2 separate regions of the Sus scrofa genome follow, and region 1 is linked to region 2. A link is a contact called in public HiChIP or PLAC-seq data. All regions are on one chromosome and are shown on one strand. Each heading gives the region's core, a stretch centred on a gene start, on an enhancer-like site or on the middle of the called end of the contact. The rest is flanking DNA. Distances are from core to core; before and after follow the strand shown. Region 1 holds the start of TECPR1 (tectonin beta-propeller repeat-containing protein 1). Region 2 holds the start of LOC100516852 (radial spoke head 10 homolog B).

Region 1 (2,764 bases), core at 193-2,692, 300 kb after region 2:
TTTCCACAGAGACATAATTGAGCCTTCTGGGCACCTAACAGAAGATGCTAGAGAAAGGTGGGGCTTGGGGATATGCTTGAAAAATCTGGTGTGGAAATCCAGGTACCCATCACTTCCCAGCTAAAGATGACATGAGGGGAACATCCTTGGTCAGCCCCCCCCCTTTCTGCCCTTGCCAGGATGTGGTCCCAACTTCTCAAGTCACTTCCTGGCTGTGAGGTGATGGAGCAATCTGTCCTGGGACACTGGGTCACTAGGTCAGAGCACTCCTGAAAAGGAGGATGGAGCATTAAGTCCCATGGTTCTGAGATCCCAGGATTTCTTTGTTTTGTAAAGGTAAAGGGACAGCAGCAGCATCTTCCAAGAAAGCAACCTCTGATTCACCAAGAACTTCTGCACAATGAATTCCAGTTGGACCCTCAGTCATTTTGCTTAGAAGGGCTGCTCACCACCTGCAGAGCCAGCTGCCTGCCGACACAGATTACTTAACAGATCCCTCTGGAGACATAAAGGTACCCAAGGGAAGGTGGGGTGGGGGGAGTAGGGTTATGTGCGGTAGAGGGAGGGACACAGTTCCCAGGAGAGCCTGAAGGTTTACTTCCCAGTCAGCGGTTAGGACTCCTTCCTGCAAGGCTTCCTATTGGTCTGTTTTTCTATCACACACCCTGTCTCATTCTCCCCCCTGCACAAACAGAGCAAACCCTGGCTACGAAAGTGGCTGACTGCCTGCCAATTGTGGGGAGCTTTTGTAAGGCGACATCGAGGTGGGAGAAAAGAGCAGAACATGCATGGCAGTCGAGTCCTTCCCAGAGAGCAGGTCCACCCATTCTATAGAACAGGAGGTGCCCTGAGGGGGCAGCTCTTAAGATGAACTCCCAGCTCCCATCATTGGGGCGGTCATCCTGGTTTCACTCTGGTTCGGTGCACTTGGGCGACAGGTGGGCCCCCTGCCCTGCCACCAGTAGCATCTCAGAGATGGGCCCTGACCATCTGTCTGAGCTAATCCCGCGGCAAGCAGATTTGCTCTCACCACTGCCCAGAGGAGGGACACACAGGCTCCTCGCAGTTCGATCCTCTGAACCCGAGGATCAGCAGCCCAAGTCACTTCCCAAGTCACTCCAGCGCAAAGGCTGGTGGAGGTGTCACGTTCCGGGGGAGGTGGATGGCGGACAGGGGGTGGCGCCCCGCAGCGAGTGCGGGAAAGAGCACCAGCACAGCCCCTTCCTACCTCCCCGCGCCGTGGGGCAAACGCAGCTACTGCCCCCGGCACCGCCCCAACCTGGGGAGGGGGGGCAGGGCGCCCGTCCCACCTCGTGGGCCACCGCTGCACTCACCTGGGCCGGCGCCCGGCGGGCAGGTTCGCGGCGATTGCTCCTCGGCGGCAGGGAGAGCGGGCAGGCCCTCCCCCGCTGCCGGAGAGCCGGTGGGCAGGAAGCGGCAGCCAGGCCCGCTCCCATTGGTTGGCCTCGCAGTGACGCAAGGGCCAGAGGCGCGGGATTGGCTGCGAGAAGCTGCGTCACCTGCCGGCTTCAGGGTCTCGGCGGGTCGCTCGCCCGCCCACTTCCGGGGTCTCGGGGAAGTTGTGCTGGGGCATTTGGTGGAGGGGCCAGCTTCCCGCTCTCCTGGGAAGGAGGCCGCTCCCCACCAGGACTCCGCCCCCGACCCGGGCTCCCCAGGACCACCTGCACGAGCAGGCGCTGTGTTCTCGGGGTGCAGGCAGGGACGGGGGAGCATCCAGGGGTTCCTGGATGCGAGGAGCCGCAGGGACTGAGGACGGAGGAGAGCCGGCTTGTGGGCTCTCGGATCTTGGGCGTGGAAACTGGTGTCTAAGTGGTTTCCATCTAACTGAAGTGTCGCCTTGAGTACACATGAAGCTTTAACCTTTTGGGAGAACTCCTGGAAACGTGATTTTGTGACCACAGCCTGACGCGGTAGCAATAACAGGTCACCCTCTTTTCAGGCTCTTGTGTTGCCAGCGCCAGAAAACCTATTTTGAGGTAGCTAATATCATGATACTAACATGTGAGTGCTTGCTGAGTGCCAGGCGGTGATGTAAGTGTTGTCTGGGCAGCTTCTCACGTCATCTCTCCAACAACTCAGAGGGGCAGGTGGTGGTGATGTTCTCAAAGTTGGGATGGAGAAAGGAGGACAAAGCCAAGACCAGGAGATGGGATTAATGAAAGGCCTGGCACAGCCAGACATAGAGGCAAAAGCAGGATTACCTCCCATTCTCTCTGGTTCTTGCTCCTTTCTGAGGACACAGTGGGCAAGTCCCACAGGGTCGACTCCAGTGGGAGCAAAGGCAGAAGCCTCTGGTTCACCCTGGATGGCTCTATGGAGTCTTGTGCATAATCGAGGAACAGCATTTGTGGACTGACTTAGTCTGGAGATGTGGGTGGTATAGATTATATGTTCATGTCCCCCAGAATTCACCCACTGAAATCCTAGCCCCCAACGTGGTGGTATTTGGAGACGGGACCTTTGGGAGGTAATCAGGTCATGAGAATGGTGCCCTCATGAAGAGACTAGTGCCTTCATAAGCTGGGACACAGGAGCCCTCACACCCCTTCCCCTTATGGGGATGCAGCAAGAGGGTGGCTGTCTTCATGCCAGGAGGCATAGACTCTGGACACGGTATCTACTGCTGACTTTTGCTCTGGGGCTGTCAGCTTCCAGAATTGTGAGAAATCAATACTTGTTGTTTAACCACCCAGTCTGCACTATTTTTGTTGTAGCAGCCTGAGCTAAGGCCCACAGCTCCAAG
Region 2 (2,802 bases), core at 81-2,580:
CCCACAGTGGCTTAAGGATCCGGCATTGCTGCAAGCCATGGCACAGGTCACAGGTGCAGTTTGGGGTCGCTGTGGCATAGCCCAACCCCTAGCCCAGGAACGTTCACATGCTGCAGCTGAAGCCATAAAAAGAAAAAACTGTTGAGAAAGCAGTCCAGCAAACTCAAGCGGGATCCTCTGTCCAGCTGGAAGGAATTGACCAGGGGGAGCGGGGTCCTTATTCTTAAATGTTCCCCGCTGCAGCCAGGGTTGCAAAGACCGTTGTTGTAGGCAAGGGGAAATAAAAGATTTTTCTGTAACTTTGATGCTGTGATTTGGTTTCCTTAGAGTGTGAATTGCAAGACAGTCTAGTTACTGAGTGGTACTGGAGCTAGAAGAATCCCTGACTGTGGACAGAGTTTTTCATGGAACCTCGTCCCGTTTGAACTCTGCCGGAGTGGAAGTAAAACTGCCCTCTGTGGGGTGCAAATGGCAGTTGGTGCGCGCTGGGTAGGGGGACCCCCCCCCCCATTGCTCTGCGCAGACCGTGGGCTTCTGTTTACTAACTCAGAATTCCTTCGAGGTAAGGACAGGCAAGTAGTGATGATGCCCATTGGTGCAGGCACTGTGCTGGTGGGCCTGTCTCAAGGACCTTGTTTCGGATCGGCAAGAACGCTGCAAACAGATTTGTTTCAGGTAGGCCTTCCCCAGAGACTGCCTGTCCTAATCCCAGAAGCCTTGATTCAGTGCGCCCCATGGCCCACGGACTTCTGCAGGTGCGACTAGGGCAGGCAGGGTGGTGAGATGGGGTGAGGATCCAGTTTGGCTGGGTGGGCCCAGTTTAGGCCATGATTGCTTTTAAGTGTAGACGCTTCCCAGCTGAGCCAGGGGTCAATCTTGTTGATTTTGAAAATGGAGGAAGGAAGCGTCTAGAAATTAGAAAAGGTAAGGAAATAAGATTCTCCCCTGGAGCTGCCAAGGGAACCTGTCCTGTTGGACTCCTAACTTAAGTGTGAGATGATAAATTTGTGTTGCTTTAAGCCACTAAGTTTAATTTGTTGGTGGCGGAAAAGGAGAACTAGCACCTGAATTACTCCTGTGATGCTGTGAAGATAAAGGCTGAGAGAGACCGCGGCCAGTTAGCAGAGCTGGGAAAACTCGGGTCAGGTGCTTCCAGATTTCTATTGCCTTTCTGGATCAGACGGGCAGAGCACGCGCTGCGGCCCCTTTAAGGGTGTGGCGGGGCGGGGCCTGCGGTTGCCTGGAGACCGGCGGGGACCGACGCCTCACTGCCCCGCGTCACCTCCCATCCAGCGCGGCCCAGCCCCCAGGCGTCCCCAGAGAGGTAAGCGTTAGCGTGGGGTCCCTGGGTCCCAGGCCGGTGACCCTGTGTGCGCCGCGACGGAAGGACGTGACGGCCAGGTCCAGCCACTGAGGACCCGAGCAGGTGGGCGGTGGGCAGGGAGGGCCTTGGGAAGCGGCAGGAGCAAGCTGGGTCTCCCTGGCTCAGAGAATGCCCTTCCTGTGCTAAGGGAAGTACACCGGTGGGTAACAGAGACTCAAACCAAGGAGGACAGAAGATAAAAGTTAGTAGGAAACACGCTTGAGAAGCGCAGCTTGCCTTAGGAATAGCTCAGATGTGGACCAGAAAGCCTTTAGCAAAGGAGCTTCGACGCAGAGCTGCTTCCTTCGCCCACAGTCATGGGATCTGGGTGCAGGGCGGGAAAGAGCCATGGGGTTTTGAAGGAAGAGTGAAGCAGGACCATGCTGGTGAGGGCAAAGCCTAGAGGACGCCGTCCAGGCAGAGGAGGGCATGGGGCGCCCCCTTCACCCCTCGGGCACTCGAAGAGAGGGACCTTGCGTTGCCCTCCAGGGCTCACCCGCGCGTCCTGCTAGATGCGCTAGGATGTCTCCATGGGGGCGGTCGTGGAGGGTGAGGAAAACTGGCTTTGGAGCCCAGCCTCTCAGCTCTGCCACCTTGGGCAATGACCATCACCAGGTTTCTTGTCTGGCATGGGAGGCACTCTATTGACCACAGGGCTGTTCTAGAGAGTAGGGAGCACGTGACTTCAGGTTCAGAAGCAGGAAAGTGAAAAAATAATGACTGTCTTATTGCCTGTGCGCCTTGTCCCATACTGAGAGACTTTGTCCATTATCTCATTTCATCCTTAGAATCAGACTGTTAATTGCCTATTTGCTACTCTTCTTCCTCTTTGACACCCGAAGCGGAAGGATATCAGGTAACAGCTGGAAAGGGCAACCCAGGAGCCTGAATTCAGCTCTCGAGAACTTTGACGTGGGGGTGGTTGATGAAGGGATGGGCTTTTTACATGAGCTGGCAGCATGTAAGACCTTAGGGGTTACGTTGCTGTTTTGCATGCACGCTGGAACACTATTTGAAAAGAAATGGGACTTCCTCTGCGGCACAGTGAGTTAAGAATATGACTGCGGCGGCTGGGGTTTCTGCAGAGGCGTGGGTTTGATCCCCAGCCTAGACCAGTTGGTTAAAGGATCTGATGTGGCTGCAGCTCTGCGGGTCTTGGATTCAATTCCTGGCCCGGGAACTTCTATAGGCCACAGGTGGGGCCATTTAAAAAAAGAATAAGAAGGAAAGAAATGATAGACCGCGGTTCCAGTTAAGAAAAATTTAGGAAATAACTAATGCAGTATTGAGATGGTATTATTTTTATAAACTGGCCCGACTTGATACTTGTGATTACATTTTCAGGCTCTAGCGGGAGAATGATAATGACCTTGGGGTTATAAAGATCGAATTGTAACTATGAGTGAAACGCTGAAAATTTTAGAGACGTATTTTTTTTA

What was found. HiChIP or PLAC-seq counts read pairs in DNA pulled down with a chosen protein or histone mark.
Region 1: an H3K27ac HiChIP or PLAC-seq map of alveolar macrophages shows a contact between it and region 2. The contact joins the promoter of TECPR1 here to the promoter of LOC100516852 in region 2. A contact is called at or near these places in 1 of 5 promoter capture datasets (fetal skeletal muscle) and 1 of 2 datasets of contacts at active chromatin or transcription factors (alveolar macrophages).

Annotation. Positions count from the first base shown.
Region 1 is chr3:5,441,511-5,444,274 of Sscrofa11.1, forward strand. TECPR1 (tectonin beta-propeller repeat-containing protein 1) reads right to left here and starts at 1,443. Exons shown (of 26, transcript XM_021086091.1): 1 at 1,335-1,443.
Region 2 is chr3:5,145,336-5,148,137 of Sscrofa11.1, forward strand. LOC100516852 (radial spoke head 10 homolog B) reads left to right here and starts at 1,331. Exons shown (of 20, transcript XM_021086088.1): 1 at 1,331-2,219. PMS2 (mismatch repair endonuclease PMS2) reads left to right here. Exons shown (of 14, transcript XM_021086081.1): 14 at 1-299.